Linked DNA regions of Mus musculus: region 2 is linked to region 1. The links are chromatin contacts, called in public Hi-C maps. All regions are on one chromosome and are shown on one strand. Each heading gives the region's core, a stretch centred on a gene start, on an enhancer-like site or on the middle of the called end of the contact. The rest is flanking DNA. Distances are from core to core; before and after follow the strand shown.

Region 1 (6,611 bases), core at 2,512-5,011:
AGCCCAGCAGCCTGTTCCAGTTTCTCCCTCAGAAGCAGCCCAGTTATAGAAGCCTGGAGTTTTGTTTTTTGGTTTTGGCTAAACCAGGCCTTTCTGTACGCCAGCTGAGAAAGCAGGCTCTGTTCTGCCCTGGGAGCTCAGAGCAGCCATTGTACACATGGGTTAGCAGTGACTGTTAGAGGAACCTGGCCTGTGAGTTCACCGCTCAGATGACAGCAAACTAAGGCAGTGCAACACTTAAGAATCTAACCATTTAGAAATTCTTGTTGGCCGGTTCCTCTTTATTCCCCCACCCCATACATATCACAGTTTATCACACTATGTACCAGGCTGGCTTTGACCCTTCCAGTCGGAATTTCACTTTCCAACAGTTGCACTTTTCTTCTCAGGAGAGGATCCCTAGCTACAGTCTGCCTGGCACTCTCATGCTGGTGGTTGCAGGAAAAGCCTGTGCCCTCTTGGAGTGGTGGGTAGGAGTGGGGGAGGGTGGGAGGCAGTCTGCAGTTTCCAGAGTTCTGGGCCCTGAGCAGGGCAGAAAGCTGAATTGCTGGAATGGCAATTACATTATCTTCTCTAAGCCCAGAGAGGGAGATGTTGGCACCTCAGGCTATTTCTCACCAAGTACAATGAAGTTTATTATTTGCCAAAATTCTGCTCAATATGGTGCCTTTTACAGCCAAGGATATTTGCTAATGAGTTTTTAATAAGGCCTCGGTTCTATAAGATTAATTACATAATGTTTGGGAAAATGTCTAGAAAAATTAATCTAAGAAAAAGGCCGCAAGCAATGGTCTCCCCACCTCACTGAACTGGTAGAGTTGTCAGTTGCCTGGCACTGATGGGAATTTCCAATGTCTCAACGCCTTGTTCCATTTACAATAATGTGGATGAAAAATGGCCTCAATATTTGAGCTCTGTCAGCGATCCCCTCATGATTAGTGCCCTGTGCTTGGTAACCCTCCAGCTAAATTTGAGCAGAACTGTCCTTTGGGGTTGAACCCTATGAAAGGGAGAGGTGAGAACTTCACAGCTGGTGCGTCTTTGTAAACTAATGCAGAGAGCCCAGGCCTGAAACTCTCCAGAGAACAGGGAGTCCATTAGCTTGATGATCGTTCCTGTGTGATAGATACTTATCTTTTTTGACTATGCTGTCTTTGGGTGATTTAAGTTATATTCAAAGACAGCAGATCCATGCATGTGCATAGCATAGATACTGCCAAATGCATTCTACTTCAAATTCTGTGATTTGTTTGCCAGACTTAAATAATATGGAACAGCATTAGACAAATTTTTTTCCAGAAAACAAAAATGCCATGATTTTCTTCATTCTCCTGTCTGAGTAGGAAATAGCAATAACTTTGATTGTTAGCAATAAAATGTGATTTACTATTCCTCCATATTCTTAGAATTTAATACTGCTCTTTTAAACCAAACATCTTGCAGGAAAATGAAAGATATGAGAAGTGGGAGCCCACTTCTTCAGGGTGATGGCTTATTCTAAGAAGCTTGTCAGCTAGCCATGTTTGTCTTTAATTAAATGCCAAATGGTATTGCTTTCATGGCCAAAATATTTACAAAAACAAAACAAAAAACCCTTAAAAATCAAAGCTATTTTTTGTCTTTAAATTACTTTCATCATCGAGATTTTGTTGTCTAAAAGATAGTATTTGTACTCTAACACCATCAAATTTCCCCAAGGGTGACAATCTCAAGCCTGCTACTAATGGAGACATAGACATTTAAAATCACTCTCATGTTCAAATTCTGTGCTTTCACATATGAGCATCCACCAGTGTCTATATTTAAAATACAAATACATTAAGGCACTTTTCAAATCCACACAAAATACAGCGCAATTCCGATCTTACAAATTGATGCTTGTAAATTTGATATAGTCTCTAAAACAGACTCTGTGCTAAATGGCTTGCTTATCTACATGAGGCTTTTGAGTTAAAAATACAAATTATGCAGTGACTGCAGAAGATGTGTTGTGTAAAATGGTTGAATTGCTTTCAGCACCATTTTCTCTAAGTACTGGAATTTGTTCATGCCTTGAATTTCATGGTGGGAGAGGAGGAAAAGAGGCAGTCAGCGAACCTTGGAGGACAGTGATTAAGAAAGAGCCCTTTGTGTGCTCCCTGGAGATGGAATTCTTTTCCATTAGCTGGAATAAGCTTATACCCGGTATGGCAATGGTCATCAAGATAAAATGTCCCCTTTTACATAGGTGGACACACTCAGGTATTTAGAGAACGCATTGGAACTCTGCCCAGTTCAGACAGAAACGCTTTTTATACTCCTTGAGAGAGTCTATCCAGCCTTAATCTCAATGAGCACATAAAGGGAGGAGAGTCGTTAGTGAGACTGTTGCCATTAAATCACAGGTGAGCACACTGATTCTTAAAAGAGATTTGTTACCTCTAAGGAAGTCTGACTTTTTGTTTTAACACAGAATAGGGAGAATGAATAAATAGGTCACAAACAGGAGAACTTTCTTGTTAAAAGAGTTTCCCTCAGCTGTAGGATTGAATATTCTTTCTACCCTTTGTCCTATTTAAATTTATGGCTTTCCTCAGCTGGGACAGGCATCAAGGATCATTTACTTTCATTTCTTTCTTTCTGGAGAAGAAGCTCAGAGAGGTCACGTGCCCTACCCACTGCCTCACAACTGCTTGGTAAGCTGCGTTAGGCTGGGATGGCAGAAAATGGCTTTTCCCACAGTGTCCAGGGCGTTCTCGAACAGTCCCCGTTTCTGTTTTCAGCCTAGGAACCCTGAGCTTGCCTACCCTGTACCCTGTACCCACTTTAGGCTAGACCTGAGAAGGGAGGTGTCCAAGAGAACCAAGGGGACCAAAGGGAGCAGCAGGCTGTGCCCGCTGGCCGAGCAGCGCTCTGGCTCCACCTAGGGGTTCGGCCACCCTGCGCACCTGGCGGCCCTTGCATCCCAACTGGGGAGTCACTCGTTGAACTTACGTGATTGTCATTCCCCTTCCAGAAGTAGAAGGCCCCGATGGCCCCGAAGAGCAGCAGTACCGCGCCAGAAATGAGGACCACAGCTCCTACCTTGAGCAGCCGTGTTGGGCTCCCGGAGGGCTTCACGGTGACGGTGGTGTACGCCTGCGGGGCAGGAGATGGACTGGTTGCCGTGCCACCCACACTCGCGATCCCTGCATCCTGTCCCGGGGGAACCGCGAGGACTGGAGTAGGAAACCTTGGCCCCAAGAACACTCAGAGGTTGCCTTGCGAGTGTCCCTTGTCCTCAGACATGGAAGTACCATAGCAGACTCTTCCCTAGGCCGGCCCCCTAGTACTGCACCCTCTGCTCCACGCCTGTGGTGGATCCTCTGTACCCTGACACTCTCCCCCCACACTGGACATTCTCATTTGATTCCCTCATCACCACACATCCAAAGGCCCAAATCCCTGATCCCAGAAGTGGACCTGGCACCCACAGGAAGCCGGGGTCTCTGTGTCTGGACTTACTCCACAGCAGTCCTGGGGACCCAGGAGGTACTCACCGGGGGACTGCAAAACTCAACGTCCTCAGGCCCTACCATGGTGATAGGAACTTTGTCTGAGTTCTCTGTCATGGCTGAAGATGGAGAAGTAAGATACGCGAAGACCCTATCCCACTGTCCTAACTGTTCCAACTGTCCTCTTGTCCCTACAACGAATGCCCCCTGTACAACAGCAGCAGCAGGAGCAGCAGCAGCAGCAACAGCAGCGTCCTGCTCTGGCCAGCCCTTCTGTCCCCACCCCTTCCAGCACCTCACCTCTCCCCTCCCTCTTCCCTCCACCCTGGAGCAGCCTACTCAGCTTATCCTGTGTTCTCAGATGTGTCCTCCCCATCACTCTCTCCCCTCCAAAAACCCAGAGGGACATCCAGACAGGTTTGAGTATGTAAGGGATGTTGAGCCTTGGAACCCCACCAGCACCCCCAGTTACTAGCTTGCCAGGATTTCTTAGAGTATCAGAGGGCTTTGCAGTGTGACACTGGCTGGAGCCTATTTCTCCAAGGGGCCCTGGAAGCAGAATGAGAGGGGAGTGTGATGAGAGATGGGGGGCCTGTCTCAAGTGCCAATGTTAAGATACCCTTTCTACTAGGGTTTCCGCTGGAGGTGGGAACTGCTGGACTCCCCTGGAACTAGAGCATGGGGCAGAATGTTGGAGATGGCCTTTGCCACTGGGTCCTCTAAGGGAGGGGTTTAATTGCTGCAACAGTGCAGCAAAAGCAGAAGGGTCCTGAAGCAGAGGAAACGGGGAGCCTGGAATGAAAGAAAATGCCTATAGTTAAGTCCACACTGATTAAACAGCAGAAAATGTGTTTCCCAAACACTGATTGGCTACGACCAAAGGAACAAATAAAAGGTGGTTACGTATCATTTACATATATGTAGTAAATAGCTCCATTAAGTGGACAGAGAACATGGTTTGCTTTTTTGTTGTTGACAGTCTCATGTAGCTCAGGATGACCCAGAACTCCATATGTAGCTGAGGATGACCTTAAACTTTGAACTTTCCTCCCGCCATCTCTGGAGTGCTGGGAGCACAGGTATTGGCCAATGCTCCTGATTTTATGAGGTCCCGGGCATGCTTTTCTCTGAGGCACGTACCCACCTTTGAAGAAAATGTCTTCTTCCGTGGTACCTCACTTGGAGCCAGGGCTCCTCAATTCACACTGGGAAATTTAGTTGTTTTAGAACTCTCTGCTGAGAAGTGACTGAGGGCTGGTGCTTGGGAGGTCCTGAGCAGAGGGACCGTGGATGTGCAAGGCTGCAGCAGGAGAGTGTTTAAGGATCAAGAAAGGCATTGTTGCGTGGAGATGTGGCTCTTAGGCTAAGAGCTCGGATGTGGGGCTGCAAGGGAAGAGAGGAATGGAAAACACTGTCACTGTCACCACAGAGCTGGCAGCACCTGCTGAGTCTCAGGGGATGATTTCAGACCTACCAGGACTATGAGAATTGCAGAAGACCGGGTGAGGGGCTATGTTGGGAGGGACAGTGTTTAGACTGTTAAGCTTGATGGCAAAAAGAGTCTAGTGATCAGTCTAAGGCACTTTGTCTGCACACCCTGTGGATGCGTGTAAAATCCTTGCCTGCACACCCCCTGGATGCGTGTAAAATCCTTGCCTGCACACCCTGTGGATGCGTGTAAAATCCTTGCCTGCACACCCCCTGGATGCGTGTAAAATCCTTGCCTGCACACCCCCTGGATGTGTGTAAAATCCTTGCCTGCACACCCCCTGGATGTGTGTAAAATCCTTGCGTGCACACCCCCTGGATGCGTGTAAAATCCTTGCCTGCACACCCCCTGGATGCGTGTAAAATCCTTGCCTGCACACCCCCTGGATGTGTGTAAAATCCTTGCCTGCACACCCCCTGGATGTGTGTAAAATCCTTGCCTGCACACACCCTGTGGATGCGTGTAAAATCCTTGCCTGCACACCCCCTGGATGTGTGTAAAATCCTTGCCTGCACACCCCCTGGATGTGTGTAAAATCCTTGCCTGCACACCCCCTGGATGTGTGTAAAATCCTTGCCTGCACACCCCCTGGATGTGTGTAAAATCCTTGCCTGCACACCCCCTGGATGTGTGTAAAATCCTTGCCTGCACACCCCCTGGATGTGTGTAAAATCCTTGCCTGCACACACCCTGTGGATGCGTGTAAAATCCTTGCCTGCACACCCCCTGGATGTGTGTAAAATCCTTGCCTGCACACCCCCTGGATGTGTGTAAAATCCTTGCCTGCACACACCCTGTGGATGCGTGTAAAATCCTTGCCTGCACACCCCCTGGATGTGTGTAAAATCCTTGCCTGCACACCCCCTGGATGTGTGTAAAATCCTTGCCTGCACACCCCCTGGATGTGTGTAAAATCCTTGCCTGCACACCCCCTGGATGTGTGTAAAATCCTTGCCTGCACACCCCCTGGATGTGTGTAAAATCCTTGCCTGCACACCCCCTGGATGTGTGTAAAATCCTTGCCTGCACACACCCTGTGGATGCGTGTAAAATCCTTGCCTGCACACCCCCTGGATGTGTGTAAAATCCTTGCCTGCACACCCCCTGGATGTGTGTAAAATCCTTGCCTGCACACCCCCTGGATGTGTGTAAAATCCTTGCCTGCACACCCCCTGGATGTGTGTAAAATCCTTGCCTGCACACCCCCTGGATGTGTGTAAAATCCTTGCCTGCACACACCCTGTGGATGCGTGTAAAATCCTTGCCTGCACACCCCCTGGATGTGTGTAAAATCCTTGCCTGCACACCCCCTGGATGTGTGTAAAATCCTTGCCTGCACACACCCTGTGGATGCGTGTAAAATCCTTGCCTGCACACCCCCTGGATGTGTGTAAAATCCTTGCCTGCACACCCCCTGGATGTGTGTAAAATCCTTGCCTGCACACCCCCTGGATGTGTGTAAAATCCTTGCCTGCACACCCCCTGGATGTGTGTAAAATCCTTGCCTGCACATCCCACTGATGGTACAGGGGTAGAGCCCAGTGAGATCCAGCTGGGCTTCTCCTGGCCTCTGCTGAATGAGGATAAGCAGATAGCCTTTCCTGAGAACACGGTCCCAGGAATTTCCGGGAAACCAGAGACCCTACAGA
Region 2 (6,528 bases), core at 2,146-4,645, 70 kb after region 1:
TTAATTTACCAAAGCATTTTTTCACAAGCTCCCCCAAGAGAACTGCAGAGTAATGTTTTTTAAACATCTGGACATATGACCCATTTTCAATACTTGCTGTCCCATGGTCATTCTGCAGAGGCCAGCTAGAAGAACCTTGTGTGCCCTGTGGGGTGGGCACGTCACATGGGAATGAGGTAGAAAATATGGGAATTGGCCTCTTCCTCTCTTTCTTCCCCTCCCTCTCACACTCTGGCTCTCAGGGTTTCTCTTAGCTCACAGATGATTCATGTTCTATACTGTGTTTCCACTCTTCATACACGGCTCTGCCTCCATCACTCTTCATCACATATGCAAATATTATTTCCTTCTTAAAGCTCAGCCTCCTTGAACTGTATCTCTCTCCCAAGTCAGAACAAGTCCCTCTATACCCATCATATACCACATCTGTCTTCTTTCCGTACAGACGTTGTTCTTCTATACAGTGTGAGAAGGGACTCATTGTTTGTGACCCTCATTAGAACCAAGTCTCCTACGAAGAAGCTACCACATCAAATGCCTTTGTGGTAACCTTCACATCGACGTTTAATACACTCACAACACAGGACCCATGGTGTGACTATCAACTTGAGTAGATTTTCATAGCATCTTCCCACTTGAATAAACAACATTCCAATCAAGATTCCATTACCAGCACTTGAACCCCTGGGGCTCCTTTCCAGTCACCTTCCCGGCCAGGACAGCTTCCAGCCTGCCTTTTACCTCTATAGATTACATTTTCCATGACAATTATACAGTATCAGCCCTTTTGAGTCTGAAGCTTATGAATTATAGACAAATGTTGCAGGCTAGGAGTGTTTCCCATTCCCAAAGTAAAGCATCATTTATTTGCCGCCTCTGCTGAGCGTTTAGGTGGTTTCCAGTTTTATTTTACAGATAATGCAGCTGTTTGTGTCTGTTGATGGCTTCCTGCCGGGTGTGGTCCTGGGAGTGGGACTCTGGGTGGCATGGTGTGTCTGTGCTTGGCTTTAGCACATACTGTTAACTGATTTCCAAGGCTCTTTTCTGAGTCACTCCCCCCACCCCCACCCCCAGGAACATGTTTGTCCCAGGTGCTCTCTGTCCTTGCAACTCTTGGTAATTTCTCTTTCGAACATCCTGGCAGTGTAATAGAGTTCTAGCTAACATCTCCCTCATGGTTAACAATAGATTGGTGACCATTCATTAGCCAGGAGGGTATATGAGGCAGTTGGCAGTATGATAAGGAGGTGAGCTTGGGGGTTGGCAAGTTGGCTCAGCAGCTAAGAGCTCTTTCTGCTTTTACGGATGATCTAAGCTCAATTTCCAGTATCCATGCTGGGTGGCTCACAACGGCCTGTAATTCCAGTTCCTGAATGTCTCATGTCCTCTTTTAGTCTTCAAAGGTACCTGTACCCATGTACCTGTACCACACACATGCAAACACATGCATATGCACAACTGAAAAGTAAAATAAATCTTTTTAAAAAAATTAAGGTGATCTTGGACATTGATTGAAGAGCGGGCAGCTACGAGGATGTCTGCTGAGCATCTGTTGAAGAGAGAGCTCCTGCAGAGACCCTCAGAGGGAGTGTGTCTGCCATATCCAGGGGACGTCAAGACAGAAATGAGGTCACTGGGGGAAGAAGAGAGACACCATGGCAGATCCGGGAAGGCCATCCTAAAGGGCCTCTTGTGACATCATGAGGGATGGAGGGCCATTGGAGATTTCTGCACAGAAGAGACATAATCTCCTGAAGCAGCACAGAGCTCCAACTGCTATGTTGAGAGTGAAGGGACCATGGGCAGACATGCAGAGACCCAAGGGGAGGGGGTGGCCTGGTGAGAGATGCTGCTGGCCAGAACAAGAGCTGCAGCAGGACGGGTGGGAAGAGGTGGCCAGGTTTGGAGAGTCTGGCAGGTGAGGCAGGGTCTCATGGAGTTGATGCAGTTGTGCGGATAGGGATCAGCTATGCTGAAGCACAGAGGAGAGCTTTGCTGCTAGCTTTGCTCACAGTGGTTTCTCCTTGCCATGGGATGCATCAGCCTCATCAACTCTGGCGATCCCCTGTCAGCCTTACCCTATCCATCCTGCATCCTTCACCTAGTCCTCCCCAAGGGCCACCTTTGCTTTCCTTCCTTATGACAAAAACTCACCTCAAATTCCCACAGAGCTCTGCTGTGAGTTCTGCAAGTTAGTTCTGAAAGTTAAAAAAAAATGCCTTTTCTTTGCAGTCCCACGAAAGCATTCATAATTTTCCCTGAGGCCACACGGATGCCTCTGACTGATCAAAAAAAATGAGCCGCAGAAAGGAAAGTACAATTGATTAATATTTTAAGGTAACCTTCTTTTGTTTACTTGCTGTTTGCATATTTCTTTCTGCTTGAAAACAGGAGAATGTACAGCATTAGAGCTAAAGATAACCAAAAGATTATGTAACTGTCCATGAAGAACTGTGACATGGCTCAGGGTGGTAAACAGGTCCAAGAAGGCAGAGTACTACACACTCCATAGACCGACTTGATTATTAGTAACTGGACCACACACTTTCCACTCTTAGGAAAATGATCCCACTAGAACAACCATCTAAAGTCCGCTCTTGAACTTTTTATCTGGGTCTTAAGTTCCTTTTGCCCTCTCCCTCTCCCTCTCCCTCTCCCTCTCCCTCTCCCTCTCCCTCTCCCTCTCCCTCTCCCTCTCCCTCTCCCTCTCCCTCTCTATACCCTGTGTGTGTGTGTGTGTGTGTGTGTGTGTGTGTGTGTGTGTGTGTAAGTGTATGGAGATCAGAGAAACCTCCCATGTTGGTCCTCACCATCACTTGGGACTTCTTTGTATTTCAGCACTGTGTATGCCTGCCTTGCTCACTGGTCTGTGGAATTCTGGTAATTCTCCTCCTCTGCTGTCACGGTAGAAACACTGGAATTACAGATATACACGCCCACACCTTCATATGGCTTGATATAGGTTCAAGGGATTTGAACTCAGATCTTCACGCTTGAATGGCACACCCTTTGTCCACTGGGCCACCTCTTTGGCCCCCCTGTTGGTCTCTTACCTGTTGCTTCTCTCTCCCTTCAGACCTGCTCTGTAGCTAAGGTTTTTCAGTTTCAGCTCATCCAGTATCTCACAGAGTTGTGCTGTTAGCAGATATGTTCCTAAAAGACCTTAGCTGTCATTGGGTCCTCCATGGTAAGTTGAGTTTTTAGCAGGTCCTGGAGAGTGCATACTGTCTGGAGGGAAATTGTCTTTTGCCTACCTCCCAACCCAGTGCCCTTGGCAGGCTTTTTTCAGCTTGCCCAGGGCAGACTTCTTTGCTGGCCCACCCTTCCTACTCAGAGTATAGACACTGATTAAGGCTACTTACTGCTTCCCCTCTGCCAGTCCTGGGTCTCTGTTACAATAGTGGTACTGTTTTCTGTTGCTTAGATGGGATTGCATGAGCTTAGTCAGACACCGGCAAAGCAGCTGGTTAGTGGCATTTAAAGAAATTGAACTGGATAGTCTATGCTGCTACTACATAATTTGCAACCACTTCTGAGTACAGGAATCCAGGCTCTGGCTCTGTTAAACTGAATTTGTTGTTTATGCCCTTGGAAAAGGTGCAGATCATGGTTGGTTGGTCAGTTGCTGATTGTATTAAAAATATTTGCAAATGGAGGCCACATTAAAACTCGCTGATTCTTGATGTGGCCTACTAAACAAGGATGTCTGACTGTGCAGATGGAGTCCAAGGCTTAGGAAGATGAAGGAAGGCGATCTTGTAAAGTCAAAGGGATCCAGCTGGGGGGCTCATACTCAGGCTTGTGAGAACCCACATCCCATTCCAGGGGTCTGGCAATGTCTCTAGAAAATGCTCCTCTTCAGGCTGGAGATGGAGCTCAGTTGGTAGAATTCTGGTCTAGCATGCAAAGAGCCCTGGTTTTAGTCTCTAGTACTGTGCAAAACCAGGTATCGTGGTCTGGCACTTGGGAGAGGAACGGAAGATTGTGACTCAAGGCCACCTTGTGCTACAATAGCAAGACTCATTCTCAAGTAATAAACTAAATAGAGCTGCACAAGGCCCTGTGTTCACTCCCAGGAGCACATGAACTAGGTGTGGTGGTTTGGATGAGATTGTCTCCTAAAGCCTCAGGCACTTAAATACCTGGTCCCCAGTTCTTTATTTGGGGGAGGCTTAAGCCTTGGTGAAGGAAGTATGTCACTAGCAGTAGCCTTTAAGAGTTCAAGGTTTAGGGCTGGCTATCCCAGCACTCTAGAGGCAGATGTAGGTGGATCTCTGAGTTCCAGACCTGCCTGGTCTACAGAGTGAGTGTTCTAGGACAGCCAGGGCTACACAGAGAAACCTTGTTTCTAAAAATGCTCCCCCCCCCAAAGTGAACAAACAACCCCCAAAACAAAAACAAATAAATAAGCAAACAAATAAGAACAAGAGACACAACAACAGCAACAACAACAGAAAGAGTTCAGAGTCTCACAACATTGCCAGTGCAGTCTCTGATACCTACTGGTGGCTTAGGATATGAGCTCTTCAGCCTGCTATCTCAGTCACCCTGCCTGCCTGCTGCTATGCCTTCCCTACCATGTTGGTGATAGACTCTTACCCCTCCAGAACCATAAGCTCCAAATTAACCCTTCCTTCTCTAAATTGCCTTGCTCATGGTCCTTTATCATAGGAGCGGGAAAGTTTCTCATACAGTAGGCATGGTGGCCCAGACCCATAGTCCCAGCACTTGAGACTTGGAAGCAGGATGATCAGACGTTTAAGGTGATCCTCTGCAATATAGGGGACTAGAAGCTAGCACGGGCTTCTTGAGACCCTCTCTCCAAAAGAAAAAAAAATAAGTAAAATAAAAAGAAGCTGGGGTTGGCAAGATGGCCTTACTCTAAGCCTGAGGATTGGATTTGAGTCTCTTCATAGGGTAGAATGAGAGGATCAACATCCCCCCCCCCCGAGTTGTTAAAAAAAAATGTTGTTTGAAAAAGAAGACAAAAAACAAACATCAAACAAAGAACAGCAGCAGCAGCAGCAACAACAATACCCACGACAAACAAACCCAAACAGATGGTGTTCTCTGCGACTTTTTATCCTAGGGAGTTAATAACCCTGCATCCTCCCTTGCTGCTTCCCATGGCACGTAGATGCTTTCCTTTTTGTGGGGTGTGTGTTTATAATTTCTGGGGCCCTGATTGTCCCTCTGGAACATTCATCAATAACATGGTCTCCTGAGTCCCCCTCTCCTGTTCTTCTGTAGAGCATGGCAGCCCGAGAGAGGGGTTCAGGGGCGGAGGGTCATGTGACCAGTCTGAGTCCCACGTATGCGGTGCTGTATGACCTTGGGAATGCTCCTGGACTTGGGCCTAATTTCTTCATCTTGAAGGCACAGGAGTAGGCTGAGAATAATCTTTCTGATTCCTCCCGTTTTTAAAATTTCTGTGCTTATCTTTTTAAAAGGCAAGCACACAGACTAAACAACACAGGGAAGAGTCTCTGGGGACAGACACACCCTCACACAGGAGCACTGGGGTTGGCATTTGTGAGTATGGTTATTAGATTTCATATGGTGGCTGCTAAAATTTTGTCAGAAAATCTGAGGCAACGTGCACAGGTCAACACTGATCCATGAAAATCCTGTAAGAATATTTCTAATCTATATTTTGCCAGAGATATTCTCTTAGCCATTTCTAACAAACACTCTCTCTGAACAGATCTCTTTGGAAATGCATTAGATAACGCAGTTTCCTCCCTTCAATTCCATAACTTCCTTGCTGTCTGAACGGAAAAAGCCAGTTTGTGTTATTAATGACAAGTCATTTTGCAGAGTGCCCAGGTTAATAGAAGAGATAACTGGCAAAATATAAATGTGTAATATGAACATGCCAATGATAAAACCGAGGTCAGATGCAGAATGCAGAGTGTGAAGACGGGAAGAAGTTCCCAGTGGGTACAGAATTCCAGCAAAGTGACCAGGACAGCCGTGGCTGTCAGCTCATCAGCTGCTCTACAATGCACTGGTTTCCTATCCCTAATTTTCAGATCTCTAGCACTCTTGTAAATGAAGGGTAGATGAGGTATTCTACTTGTGATCCCAGAACACAGGAGGCAGAGACAGGAGATCCCCAGAGAAAGCTGGCTAGCTAGACTAGCTGAAACATTAAGTTGTGGGTTCAAGTGAAAGACCCTTCCTCAATTAATAATGTGGAGAGCTATTGATGAAGGCACTAGGTATCACACATGGTTGCCCACACATGGTTGGTTGCACACGTGTACATATACCCATTCGTATATGCCCCCCACATGAACACACAGGCATGAATACTCTACATATACACATCAGACTCAATGGTAACTCTTATTTTAGTGGTTAGTCTAGTGTGGTGGTTTGAATGAGAATGGCCCCTACAGATGCATATGTTTGAACACGGTTCCCAGTTGGTGGAACTCTTTGGGAAGGATTTGGAGGTATGGCCTTGTCTGAGGAGATATGTTGCTGGAGGTAGACTTGAAGTTTCAAAAGAGTTCTGGCCATTCA

The links. Hi-C and Micro-C count contacts between places; a contact is called where the count stands out from the background.
Region 2: a Hi-C map of cortical glia shows a contact between it and region 1, with 1.6 times the contacts expected there. The contact joins the enhancer-like site here to the promoter of Cnmd in region 1. A contact is called at or near these places in 3 of 39 promoter capture datasets (cranial neural crest and embryonic stem cells), 13 of 484 Hi-C or Micro-C datasets (Sertoli cells, cerebral cortex, cortical glia and 6 more), 5 of 115 datasets of contacts at active chromatin or transcription factors (astrocytes, embryonic fibroblasts, embryonic stem cells and 1 more) and 3 of 9 other capture datasets (embryonic stem cells, liver and pancreatic islet).

Annotation. Positions count from the first base shown.
Region 1 is chr14:79,658,422-79,665,032 of GRCm38.p6, forward strand. Cnmd (chondromodulin) reads right to left here and starts at 3,762. Exons shown (of 7, transcript NM_010701.3): 1 at 3,519-3,762; 2 at 2,974-3,117. The coding sequence starts at 3,590. Gm41218 (a long non-coding RNA gene) reads left to right here and starts at 4,512. Exons shown (of 5, transcript XR_874848.1): 1 at 4,512-4,552.
Region 2 is chr14:79,728,391-79,734,918 of GRCm38.p6, forward strand. No RefSeq gene overlaps it. Among named protein-coding and RNA genes, the nearest start is that of Mir759, 6.8 kb to the right of the region's middle. Within about 2 kb of position 3,396, at least 8 of the 459 cell types and tissues checked have an H3K27ac peak or open chromatin away from gene starts, as enhancers often do. A contact at or near this core is called in cortical glia, where this site is marked.